Linked DNA regions of Anas platyrhynchos: region 2 is linked to region 1. Evidence: chromatin contacts called from public Hi-C data. All regions are on one chromosome and are shown on one strand. The core of a region is the stretch at or near the end of the contact, and the rest is flanking DNA. Distances in the headings are between cores, read along the strand shown.

Region 1 (7,024 bases), core at 3,513-6,012:
GAGGGGCGCTGAGGGGAACGCCCGGAGGCCCGGCGGGTACCGCGGCACGGCCCCAACAGCCCCGCTGTGCCCCCATTGCTTCGTTCTGTATTTCTACGTGGCACCAAGCGGTATCTCTCTCCTCGTGTTACTGTGGAAGCAGAAATGAGGTCTCCAATGCCTCGATCTGCCCAACCACCACAGGGACTGCCTGCCTGCTCCGCCTGCGTTTATCATTAAGATGCCCCGTTTTTTGCTAGCGTGGCTGAAACGCTTCAGAATCAACCTGCTGGTAGTGAAAGGGGTTAAAAAAAAAATCTGTGTACAACAACATCACTGAACGTCTGTTTTGATAGGCCATTGGCGCACGAAACTTGCTGAAGTCTATAGCAAAGCAGAGAGAAGCTCAGGAGCAGCAACTGCAGGCTCTAATAGCTGAGAAAAAGATGCAGTTGGAAAGGTGAGCTTTCTATTAAATACTTCTTAGGCATTGATTTAACGGCTTGAAAAGAAAGCAGTGTAATACATGAGAAATGGCTCAGTTCCACAGACTGGAAAGTTGTTCTTGCTGTCTGTGCTTGGCTGCAGGACGCTGTCTGAAAAGGGCCTGTCTGCAGCTAAGGGGCGTCCTGCACAGAGCACACACGGAACGAAGCAGGGCTGTTTGTATGGTGAACATCAGGCCCTGACTGCCACTTACTGAGAGTTCATTTCTAATTGATGTGTACAGCTAAAAGAACAAAGGTGGCCTGAGCTCATGAAGAAATGAATAAAAGTAACAGAGTGCCACATGTCTGACTTCTAAAGACAGTTTAGAACTGCAGAGTCTTAATTCATGCTGCCATTGCTTTAACGATGACTTACATGCCTAGCCTAAGCTTCCTTTACCTCAGACAAATGGGCGTTGTGCTAAACCATCAGCTGGTAACCTTTTATATTCTCTTTCAGGTACCGAATAGAGTATGAGACTCTGTGTAAGATTGAAGCGGACCAGAATGAATTCATTGACCAATTCATTTTTCAGAAATAGAAGACTTTAAGATTAAAAAACAAACAAAAAAAACCACCTAATTTGGAGCATTCCAGAATCTTGGGAATTTCAAAAATATGCAATTTTTCACTGTGTATGAATGAATAGATGGTTTGTACAAATGAAAGTGTCTCTTAACACAGTGTGAAATACACTAAAAGTGGCAATAAGGAGGGCTTTCTAACAGATGTAAAGACTGTTCTGTCCTTTAATTTTTATAAAAATTTTTGTACAGTTAATATTTCAAATTATAGTTGAATTAATACTACTTCTACTGTTCCTATGTTAATGTCTCACTTTTTGAAGTGTACAGCTCTTTCAAAGAAATTGAGAAATAAATTATTGTTTTTGGACTTTCTGGGTATACCAGAATTAGTTGTTCCTGCTGTGTTATTTTCTGAGCTGAACAGTTTACAACTCCCTGGATAGTCATTGTGAAGAATTTTCTATATGTAGTAATTTCCATGTTTATAACACACAACAGAGAGAAACAGCAGTAACTTTTACCTGTATTGACCAGATTATTTTTCTATCTAGTTAGTTTGTTTTTCTTAGACATAACAGAAGTGATCTATTACAGATACACAAAAAGTAATTAGAAAATATAGCAGAATTTTAGATTAAACTCTGAAACTCATCCATGCAGGTAGCGATATTAGAGTAGAATATTTTCATGAGCATTTCAACTATAGAACTTCAAACTCTTGAGCCAAACCCTTCTAAGTGTATACTGGCACCAGGAGCATGTAAAAATCTAAATATGAATGTGACATTTAAAAACTGAATGCCCGTGATTTAAATGTGATCTAAAATCAAGCCTCATGTTGAAGTGCCAATAGATGCATTTTGTATCTCATCTTGCCTTATATTTTTTGCACGAGTCTCCAAATGTCACTTATAGATCTGATTGAGAACTTAAATAAAACCTAAGTTTCCTTTGGTCATTTCCTTCGCAAGATTAAAGGCAATGTGGATGTGTTTAGTTATTTCCATACCAGAAGTGATTTCACAGAAGACAAAAGTTTACAAATCCTTGTTTACAATTACTGAAGTACTTGAAAATCCTCTAGGAAGAAAATCCTCATTGTCAAACAAAATTAATTTTAATTCAGAAATCCAGATTTTGGCACATTATTGCTGGCCAGACGTTTGCAATTAATCAAAATTACAGCGGAGGAAGAGAAGGTGAAATTTTAAATGAAGGGATGAGAAAGGTAAGGATTGTTACATGATTTGAAATGCTTCAAAAGTTGCAGAGAAAAAGATTATAGCTTTGCAAATTTGTATGTAATCAGTTACGGATTTTGTAGGATATGTTCTTAGAAGACAGATTTTTTACTGAAGTCCTCTTGGAAAAAGGCAAGTTGAAAGAAAAGTGTCAGCTGCAGTTTCCACCCCCCACACGTCCCCATCACATGGTTACACATCAAATGGTTAAAAGTTCGTTTTCCCAATACAAAAGTACCACACAAAATCGATACTGGGAGCAGAGCTGCTGGGTCCCTTAAGCTACGCACAGCCCAGGCACCACACGGAGCTGCCACTTCAGGCTTCTGCCAAAGCTGCTCCTGATTAAAGGAGAGCTGTAAACTCAAGCCAATTCGAACTTTTCTTGCGGGAGCCTGATGCTCTGGTGAGAGGCGTTGCACTGACAACACGAGACAGGTGTTCGTCCCAGAGGACTAGGGGCTGAATCAAAACAAGTATGAATGTTGTGCATCCAACTTTTACAGCAGACTACTTCCTCTTCCTTTTCTCCACTTGGTTGTACTGGGGGCTGTACAGCATGGTGAAAAGAATCAGAAGTGGTATCAGCAAGTAAGGGATGTATATAGATAGCAGAATTAGGCGTTCCTGTTGTGTCCGAGGACCCAAATGCTCAGACTTTGAGAAATCATGAAAAAGGATGTGAGCAAGGATGGCAACCAAAGATGTAGCTACATGTGTGGAGTATATAATTGCAGGAGTCCTTATCCATTTGCAACCACCTGTATGGAAGCAAAAAAGAAAACTATTTTAAAAGTTTTGAAACAAGCTGAATTTGGTGATTTTAAAATCAGCAGTATTATCTGTATCTATCACAGGACAACCATAAGCCATACCAAAAATGTACTAGAAAATAAGTACGAGTAGCAACCCAGAGAAATAATTAAAGCTTTCATGACTAAAACTTCACATGCTCATTCTAAATTTCCACACAGTTAGAAGTGGTGAGTACACAAGCACGATCCAGAGCTTCGCTGACATTGGTAGCTTGCCAGATGTTAATTGTCGATGCTGGTTTCACGTAAGTGACTGCTGCTGTAAAGGGTCTGTAGTCTATAGTATTTATTTCTGACAGGGCTTCTTCTACTCTTTCTCAGATGAAATTTGCCATGAAAATAGCACTCCATGGGTTATGTCCCTATAATCACTTAAGACTGATAAAACTGTGCCTGCAGCCAAAAAGCACTACGCATAAATGCTGCACAGGACATTTTCTTACACTTTTATACCAACCTTTTATGAAGGCGTACGCTGCAATGGGAAAGAAAGGCATTTGTAGGAAGGCTTCACAATACATAAACGCCTTAAACCACTCTGGGGGCTGCATCATCATGGGATCTCGAAAGGTGACTGCATACCATTCTAACAACTCCGTCAGCTTAAGAAAAAAGAACAAAGCTGCAGATTAATACACTGAGTATCAATGGCACAAAGAGAAAAATAGTTTTTGGAAAGCAATCGGCACAATTTCCTACCAAAACAAGACCAAAATCACAACAAAGCTGCACGTTGGCATCAGCAGATAGGAACGAACTCTCGCCTCTCCCTCCTGCCCCTGGCAGTGCCCATCCAGGGGGCTCAGCACCTCCCCGGGGGTGGCCGGGGGCAGCTGCCCCAGCCGGGCCCCCAGCGCCTGGCAGCGTGCGGGGCTGGCGGCTGCGCTGCCCCAGTCTGATGGAGGCATCGGGGCTTGGGGAGCTGCTGTTGGTTTCCATGACAGAAATGTAAGCTCCAGCACGGCTTTAAGTTGGACTTTGAACAGAGAGATACGTATTGAGGTTTGCTGGTTAACTATTAATTAGAAATGGTTTCTCTAATGAACTAATTGTACAGAACGGCAAAAATCAAACGCTCTAAATGTAAAGCTCGTGGGAAGGTACCGCACTCGTCCTGATAGCACGGGTCAAACCACTCATCTTCTATTCATCTACCATTCCAATTGTCTTCTACAACGTTATTCAAAACCCAGCAACGCAGAAATTTTTACTGATCAACGTGGCTGTCGGCCTGCCTGCTCCCACGTGGCAGTGACAGCTCCCCCGTGTTTTCAGCAGGCCGCTGCGAGACCAGAGCTCGGCAGCCCCCAGTGCCGGGTGACAGGAGCCCAGCAGCCCCAGTGACAGGTTCCCAGTCCCAGCAGCACCAAATCACCGGACCCAGCAGCTCCCAGTGCCCCCCCCCCTACACACACACACCCCCAGGACCCCCGGGCCCGACTCACGCTGCGCGGGTAGAGGCCTGCGGCGGGCAGCAGCGGCTGCAGGTCGATGAGCAGCGTGATGGGGACGTGCGACACGAAGTAGAGCGCGAAGAGCCGCTCCGCGCACCGCCACCACCCGGCCATCGCCTCACGGACCCGCCCCGGCACGGCCCGCGGCGGAAGCGGCGAGCGGAGGCCGGGAGGAGGCCGAAGGGGGGGGGGGGCGGAAGCAGCCGAGCCCCGCGGGCTGAGGGATGGAGCCCCCCGCCCGCTGCTGGAGGCTGGGGGAGCTGCAGGCGGCCCCTGAGCGCTGCCCGGGGCTCGCTTGGTGGTGCTGTGGCTGCGGGCACCGCCGGGCCGGGGCGCAGGGGGGGAGCTGCCCCTGCAGCTCTCCCCCCGCTCCCACTGATGAAGGCCTCAAAGGGCTCTACTCACTCCCAAGCTGCATTGCAGAAGTAGGCAGTTTTCCATGAAATTAGACTTTTTAAAAATTCGTCTGTCAGGTATAAAGAAGAGGTAGGTACTCTGTTACCGAAATAAAGCATAAACAAGATTATTAGAAAAATCGCTAGCCAGTAACCATTACAACTACCTGTTCAGCCTGGTAAGCATTCATAGCCTCGTGGTAGCGCAAACAGCAAGTCCCAAAATTGTCTTTGGCAGAAGCTCTCTCACTTTCATTGTAATCAGCTTACATTAAAAATGTAAAATGCAGTAGAGGCCACTGAAAACATTAGCCTAGCTTTTTTATTGTTGGTGGTAGCTACGTGCACACAATTTTACTAACACATTTGTGCCAATTGTGCCAGTTTTAAACTACTCATTCTGCACAGTGCCCTGCCCACATTCATACCAAGACACCCTGGAAGGTAAATGTTCAAAAAGACATCTTACTCTTAATACATTTAAGAACAAAATTAACTCATGAGCCTCTAGCAATGAGCTCAAAAATATACACGGATGAACAAAGCAAACGTCACTAATTGTACCATTTATGCACTCATACCCTAACAAAACTGTGTGTCAAAATGCAAAGATCCAACAAACGAACTGTATGTACCTTTGTTTCCTAGTCTTATGCTGAAGGAGAATCTAACAAACAGAATAAAAAATGGCAGCGAATGAACAAAAACTAGTTCAGCAATTGACAGCCATGAAGCAATAATGACACCAGCATCACCAGTTCTAAAACATGTTAAAACTTATCTCGTAAGCGTATGAAGACGTGGAAGAAGAGGCATGTACCTGAGTCCCGGTACCTGTGGCACCCCTGGGAAGGCAGCCCATGCTAAGAAGGCTTATCCTCCTTGTGTCACTTCAGTTCTTATGAGGTCTTGAGGCTTTAACTACACAGTTCCATTTGTTTAAACAAGTCATACACATAAAACATGAACATTTTTATTCATATTGTTGCAACACCACTGCATGTTGGATTGTTTCCATTTCAAGTATAGAAAAGATAAAAGCATTTGCACTGTAAAAAATGTCACAAACTTTGCAAATAGAGTAAAATCTACACTTGCATGGATGGCTTTCAACCTCTCAAGTGCCAGTAAGTTGCTTGTTTTCATTTAATCAGCAAGTTTTGCCCTTATCCAGGATCAATTTTAAAGAGTAAATGAATATCATTAAAGTCACATATATGTGCATATATATGCGTGTATGCAGATGCGTGTGTAAAGAAATCAAAACCATGCCCGAAACAAGATGTTATAAACTCTTTTTACTTGTATTCTTTTAGACAGCATTTAATCAAGATTGTAACAATCGAATCTTAAATAAAGGTAGGAGATGAGACAGGAAATAAAGATAACACACTTCTTTTTCAAATGTCACATTTAATGTTTTCACCACTGTACTTCAAATCTACATTTTACAAAGTGACCAGCAAGTGTGCCACATTAACTGACCAACCTCTGAGATTTTACCTTTCATACCAGTGTCTTCTTGGGCTCTTTTAATTAAACACGTTTCTCATTCAAGTGAATTGAAATGCTTCAGTTGGTTTTATTCTCAGGAGCCTCATAAAAAACAAAGATATTGCACCATCTTTGTTCAGTTATTCAATGTTTGTCTCTTTCACAGCAAATAATTACTTCATTGAAGTTAAAACTTCCAAACATAACTTACTAATAGTCTCCAATTTCAGCTCAGATCACTCGTTGAAAATACTCTGCTAAATACAGATAACTTACAATAACTTTAACAGTTAATTGTCCATAACAAACACCATGGTTTTTCTCCAGACCAATGTTCAAATTTTAAGACCACCCTTTAATATTTCTTTGTACAGGTGAAAAACAGTCTTCAATTTTCTAGTCTTGTTTTAAATATAAAAGTTGGAAGGGACATTCAAGTTTCAAGTCTCCACACTGAACTTAAAAAAAAAAAAATCATGTGGAGGTAAACAAACCAAGTTGTATACTCCAGGAGGTAGAGGCCTTCAATTTGTGTTCATATATACATATGCACAGAATTCAGTGTTCCAACAGAAAAAGAATTAGCCAAAAAGTAATAAAAGTTATTTACTACTGTGACATTTCAAGACT
Region 2 (6,690 bases), core at 3,062-5,561, 120 kb after region 1:
TCTGGGGCTTGTAAAGACAGCACGAAGACATTTTTCTTCTCCTTTGCTGTGGTACAGTACATGGAATAGTTAGGGCATTTTTAACCTTACTCTGCTGTGTAAGCCCAAATTGAATTTAGAAAAGCCAATAGCCAAAGTAGCATCAAAAAGACCTTGTCTGATGATCCTTTTTTCTTTTTCTAAGGTCTATGTTCAAGACATTCTTCAAAACAAGTTGGAAGCCAAAGTGTGCAATCTCTTGCATAAAGAGGATGGACATCTGTATGTCTGTGGAGATGTACGCATGGCCAGGGATGTTGCTCAGACTTTGAAAGGGATACTTGTAAAAAAACTGAACCTCACAGAGCAGCAGGCAGAAGAGTATTTCTTCGAGCTGAAGGTATGTTGTGGTGTGCAAGGGATTCTTTCCATTCAGACAGTGCTCTCATGTGGGTTAGAGAAGACTTCAGAGTTACACTCGAGATCTAACAGGCTGCAACGAGCTTCTTTTCAACAACATGCTAAAGAAAATAGCTTAAGTTTAGTCTAACCACCATTATTTAAAATGCGTAGCTTCTCTTTGGTTAAGTTGTATGGGTGACATGTCACGTTCCTCTCTCATATGCCCACCATTTTGCCCAGTGTCTGTCTTTGGACCCTGGACATGAGCTTTGTATCTGGAGATACATGAGACATGTATCTGGAACATCAAAAGCTTGAGACTTTATTGTATCAAAGGAGGAATGTGAGTTTAAGAAGTTGATGAGGCAGTTGCTGAAAACACAGTGCCTGAGTATGCTGACTTTTTAGGTCCATTTTGTTAGCAGAACTTGTCCTGAAGCATGTGTGGCTGACATTTGGATAACTTCTTTTTATTGACAGCAAAAGTCTGCCATCACAGAATTGGTCATAATGCAAAAAACCTTTTAGTTAATCAACTGTTACATAAAGAGGTGCTAGCAGGATTTAATTTATCTCTTGGTGTTTTGTTTTTGTTTTTATTTTTGCAGAGCCAAAAACGTTACCATGAAGATATATTTGGGGCTGTGTTCCCACATGAAGTCAAAAGAGATGTAAAAGCTTTGCAACCCATCAGTCCAAGCACAAATTAACAGACATCTTAAACCATAATTGCACATTTGATGTTATTTTCAAAGATCAAGGGGTCAAATTCTCTTCCTTATTCATGTTAAATAACACACACATATCTGACTGTAGGATTTGACTTCTAAATCTTAGCCTTAAGTAAGAAAAATATGAAATATAACTTTTTTTTTTTTCTATTTATTCTGGGACTTCTTTTAATTATCTGAATAGTGAAGATGAAAAATATTTTTTTAATTCTGTCTAGGCTAGTACACATCTACTGTCTTTTGTAAATATAAAAAATATAAAACCTGCTCACGAGGAAAATAGAGTGGTTTTTACTATGAACTAGAAGTAATTTTTTTTATTTGTTTTTAAATGGACTATTTATCTGTGTGGATTTATTTATATTGTTTTACTGTTTTATGTTCACTTTAAAGCAAGAAAATGAATGGTTGTGTCACTTGGAAATATCTAGTGACACCTCTTGTTGAATCTGAAGCAGTACTTGCAAATGTGGTAATAATATAATGGCTCATAAGTGGAAATACCTGCTGCATACACTTCAGATGTATCCACATGAGGACGTAGCAGTTTTGATTTCTGCTTTATGCGATTCAGATGTATCAACCTGAATTGTCGTTGTCACAGGGCCTGTGCCAGTGAGACTCAGAAAATTCCAAAGCACTTTGTACATTTGAATTGTTTGCTCTGACTTACTTGATTTGTTTGCAATAAAAGACACCTTTATGTTGAGACAAACAAGTTGGTGTAGTTTAAATGTACTTCTTTGTGCTATTGTCTTCAGCCTGAAAAAGGGGAGGTGGGTAAGTTCTTGGGTACCATTAGAGTGGGTTTGAGCTCCGACCAGCACTCCCTCCTTACACAAAGAGCCCGTCTCCGTGAATTACACAGACCACCAAAGACTAGTTACATATTTTTGTTACTGCCTGGAAAGAGTGAATCTGTCCCTAGTGAGATTGGCTTGTGAACTAAAGAGTATAAAATAACAATTAGAGCAATGTATTTTGCTGTGGTTTTTGACTTTGTCTCTGTCTGTGCCTTGCAGTTATGTCACAACTTATAGTTCTTTCTCTAAAATTACCAGGGTTTTATGATGATATTAAAAAGCTAAAGGTGAGATTTTCCTGTCATCCTTTGTCTCCAGGAGCTAGAATCTGATGAAGCTGACACTCAGAAGTCAACAATGTCATGTACATACAGTGTTTCACATGTACTTCAGGACAGCCTTAAACATAAGATGAAAAATACAGCATAATTGAAAGAATGTGGACAGTGATGGCAGAGAACAGGAAGTATCAGACAGCAGATACAGACAGTAAAGGACAGAGGAGGTTCATAGCAAGTATGGGGTCCTGATGGGCATCTAGTATATACTGTGAGTGTTATTTCATATTTCATTTAACAGATGTTCTCTGATACTACAGTTTTGGGGTGGGATGGAAGTAGAACAAGGCAATTTCACTTTCCATTAAGAAAGTTCTCAATAAGCCCAGGTCTCACTGAGTGCTGGAGTTCAAACGCCACAAAGGCAGGAAACAAAAGTTCTGCATTTTAAAAGTCCGATGTGTTCCTTGCTGTTTTGGGAGGTACATTACAGTGCAACCCATTTTTCACGCACATAACAAAATAGGTACATTTTCTTGCTAGGATCCTTTCTTTACATCTCATGTTTTTCTTCTGCGTAATCACTTACTTTTAAGTATTACCATAATACTTTACAAATGCTTGCCCATATTTCACTTTCATTCGGAGAGGGGGAAATTCCCATAAACCTCTGACAGGTCAGAGCAAGAGACCCAAGTGTTTGTGTATTGGTTCCGAAATTGCATGACTTCCCATTGATAAATTCTAAGTTGATGAAGCAAGTTTTACTTGGGGACTTTTTCATCTTAATTCCACCATTGCAGAAATCTCCCCCTAAAAGACAGGTTCTAAGGCAGTTAAGGGAAAGGATTAAAAATAAGAATAAAAATAGAGATCTGTTTCAACTCTGTGAATTTATTTAAACCGGCCCAATTGTAAGTTAACTTCAATTACAGCACTGGTTTGAAGCTGTGTATAATTGCTTTTTTTTAATAAATGGGGAATAAAGGGGGAAGATAAAGTGCAGATGTTAAGGTCAGTGGATAATTATTCTATTCCAACACAAGAACTGAAACTTCATTTAAGAAACCAGATACAAAATACATATTTTAAAATCCCAAATATGATCAAAAAGCCTGCTCTGCAGTTATTAAAGTGTTCATTACAGCCCCAAGTCAGTAACAGATTGAAGCACGTGCATTAGTTTAAGCACTTAAGTAATTCTGCTAGAAGCAGAGGAATTGTTCAGGGCTATAAGTTAGGGAGATGATTATGCATCTCACCGATTTCAGACCTAACTAGAAATTACAGATCAACACTTTCTGAAGCAATTAGCGGGCTGTTACATTAATGCCCACCTTAGGCAGCTTTAATGGTATTCAGTATTCAAAAAAGGGTGAATGCCATGGCACTGAAATGCAGACCTTTTTCTTCCTGCAGTCCTCTAGCCACTTTTGATTGTTGGCAGAGTTCCCCGGCTTCCCAAATCCACAGGTTGGTCCAGCTAAACTGAAAGTGCCAGTCCTCATGCCAGTTTGGTATGTCACTGGGCTTGCAGTACAGATACACCATTTGCTTCCCTATACCCCATAAATCTGTAGGGCTCTGCCATACGAATGCATTTCCTAAATGCAAAAGCAGTGATATGTGGATGGGATCCATTAGCACATTATTGTATAGCTGAAAGCTAACAGAAGTCCAAGCCTAGCATTAGGGTAAATGCTGGGATAACTTCAGTGCCTTCAGTTTAAGTGGCTGCCCAGCCTGACAGAGTTTTTGCCATGCTGTTCTGCATGCTGCAGGGGCGTGGGGCTCAGGAGGACAGCCAGGTGTGACTGATGAGCTACTGCCAAGCAGGATAACGAGGAACAGCTGAGCCCCATGGGGCAGAGCAGTGGAAGAAGATGGCTGGCACAGTGTTGAGGTGCAGGCTGTGCTGACAAACCCCAGTGCAAGGAAGGAGGAGTGACTTCAGGTAGGCAAAATGTGGTTTTTGCTTTGTTTTCAATCGTTGCATTGTTTTATAACTGTGTAGAGAGGTTCCCTTCTCTGAATGTGTGCTCAGGAGTGCAAAGGAGCTCCTCTGCTCCAGTAACCCTGCTGGGCAGCCAGGGCTGGGTGCAGGGTGAGGGCTGAACTCTTGCCTGTTGTGTGTGGGAACAGGCTGAGCTCTGAGCGTGAAGGTGGTGTGTCCAGCTCTCCTAGGTCCTGCTCCAGTCACTTCATCTGTAGCTCGATCTATTTATGCCCTGTGGGCAGTTATTTGGTGCCCTTTCTGAATAAGCCACCATGGCCTTGTTTGCGCCGAGATGTTTTATCTGCACTGCGAGGCGTTGAATAGCCAGGATCGAGCAGCAGCACTGCTAAAAGGCTCCCCTCTGGTGCTGAGGTTTCGAAGGCATTGGAAGGCTCCACTGCAGCTGTGTGGAGCCACAAGCGGTCTCTGTGCTCGAATTTGTCTTTGTTGAGGTGAGAGTGTGGGTTACGTCAGAAAAAAAAGAAGGGGAGGAAGCTTTTGTTGTCCTTCAGAGAAAACAGATTCTTGGATTTTTACTGCTTGCACATGAAAGATCTGGATAAAGTGGATGAAACGTGAAATTGTGCTCCTAAAACGTGCGGGCCTTCTCCCAGCAGGACAGGGCAATGCTGCCGTTATTTTTGGTGTAAAGCTGTTTGGCAGCAGCACAACGGCCCAGGGAGTAATTAACGCATTGCCGTGCCCAGCCCCGAGCAGGGCAGGTGTCCCTGGCACTGCCGCTTCCCCCAGCGAGCCAGGGCTGAGGCCGGGAGCTCCAGAGGGGGAAAAGGTCGGGGTGCACATGGACAGCAGGCAGCACCACTGCCGCCACAGCCTGCAGGGAGCCAGGGAGCCTGCCCAGCACTTCTTTCTTCCTGGTTGATGGGAGCGTAACCCCAACGGTGCAAACGCTGCTTCTGCTGCTTCCCGCCCCACACACAGCAGGGCTTTTGGGTCAATTCCTCCAGAAAGTGAAACTGAGGAGGGCACGGTCTGTGCGATGCTTTGCAGGCTCTCCTGTCTCAGCTCACAGGATAACTTATCGCAGCTCACCACGTAGTGCTCCTCTCTGTAGCCCTTGCCCTCATAGGCTCTAACACTGTTTTGTACTTTTCCCTGGCTGGGGTTTTGGAGGGTTACAGTAACACCAGGAAAGGAAGGTTTGTCAGTCCTGCTGCAGGGAGCGGTGTGCTCAGGGTGCCCACCTCCCGGCAGCCAGCACGTTACCCCATAGCCCACCGGGGATCACGCTGGGGAATGGGGTGTCCCAAAGCCGGGGTGTTTGTTGCTTAGCCGAGCTCACAAGGACAAGGGTCAGGGGGCTTCAGGTGGGACAGGGGCTGGGGGTGCCCCTTGGCTCCATGGCCAGCCTGCCTTGCTGGGGCAGGGCTCAGCGTTGGGCTCACGGGACAGCGCGGGGACCTCCAGGGCTCACCCAGCCCCGGCCCTGGCTGCCACCCACCTCCACAGGGCTTGGCAGGGCAGGAAGGTACAAGGCAACGGGGAGAAAAAGCTCAAACCACAATTCTGTAATGCTTGCTTTATCCAGAGCAAAGATTTATTCACTGAAGAGATTCCTACATACCCAGAATTTTATTAGCATAGAGTGCACTTTGTCTTTTTTTTTTTTTTTGCTGGTTGCATAAACTAATACAGAAACTGTTATTAATACTAACAATTTTTAATTAATTTAATAGCAATTCTGGAAGACACTCAGTTGATAGAAAATATAAAAAAAATTCTTTTACTGTACAAAGTTTACATCACATTTGAAAAGAAAACGTGTCCATTTTCACCATATTACAGACTCCATTTACATTCACTACTGACATGTGGCTATTGTAGCAGCATTGTACAGCCAGCTTCACATTTACAACTCTACAATGGTACAGGCTTACCGTGCTTCACGCCCTTACACCAGCACACGAGGAGACAGCACACGGGACAGTACAATGCGACCGAGACCGAATGACTGTCGCTTGGTTTGCAACATAGTAAGGGATAAGAGCTTGACTTCACAGCTGTACAACTCCACTGGTTTTGTTTGACTTCTGTGTGTATCACACCAGCTGATTAAAACAAATATTATCCCAGAGACAGTAATCGGTCCCTGCTCTCTGAAATAACTGGGTTCAGGAGGCTGGGTTTTGCTTTCAAGGGCAACATGGGAGTTGAACGCAAATCCAAGGAAGGGTTGAATTGGGATCTCAAATCTCAGGATTTAAAGACGTATTTTGAAACCCTTCCCTGGAGCAGCAGGACAGGATTCCCACCACCAGGCACTGCTCGGCCGGTGTGCGGGGATAAGCCTCCCGTTGGTGTTCTGCACGCCTCAAAACGCAGCATGAAGGGACGTGAGGTTTTAGGCAAGTGGCCATCCTGAAAGCAGGGGACCAGAGCTGCTCTTGAACTACACCTGCAGGCAGTCATAGGAGAAACAAATTTTCTGTGTTTTTCAATACTATTGTTTTGTTTTAAGCTGTCCGTCCAGCCAGTCACCT

The links. Hi-C and Micro-C count contacts between places; a contact is called where the count stands out from the background.
Region 2: a Hi-C map of subcutaneous adipose tissue shows a contact between it and region 1, with 2.1 times the contacts expected there. The contact joins the enhancer-like site here to the promoter of TMEM97 in region 1. A contact is called at or near these places in 2 of 8 Hi-C or Micro-C datasets (liver and subcutaneous adipose tissue).

Annotation. Positions count from the first base shown.
Region 1 is chr20:883,638-890,661 of IASCAAS_PekinDuck_T2T, forward strand. TMEM97 (transmembrane protein 97) reads right to left here and starts at 4,763. Exons shown (of 3, transcript XM_027471967.3): 1 at 4,497-4,763; 2 at 3,509-3,653; 3 at 2,094-2,997. The coding sequence starts at 4,619. The coding sequence ends at 2,747. NLK (nemo like kinase) reads right to left here. Exons shown (of 12, transcript XM_038165881.2): 12 at 5,858-7,024. It overlaps IFT20 (intraflagellar transport 20), which reads left to right. Exons shown (of 3, transcript XM_072025986.1): 3 at 928-1,381. The coding sequence ends at 945.
Region 2 is chr20:1,007,945-1,014,634 of IASCAAS_PekinDuck_T2T, forward strand. It overlaps NOS2 (nitric oxide synthase 2), which reads left to right. Exons shown (of 26, transcript NM_001310393.1): 25 at 185-379; 26 at 990-1,091. The coding sequence ends at 1,091. KSR1 (kinase suppressor of ras 1) reads right to left here. Exons shown (of 19, transcript XM_027472475.3): 19 at 5,715-6,690. Among named protein-coding and RNA genes, the nearest start is that of NOS2, 20 kb to the left of the region's middle. Within about 2 kb of position 4,312, at least 2 of the 8 cell types and tissues checked have an H3K27ac peak or open chromatin away from gene starts, as enhancers often do.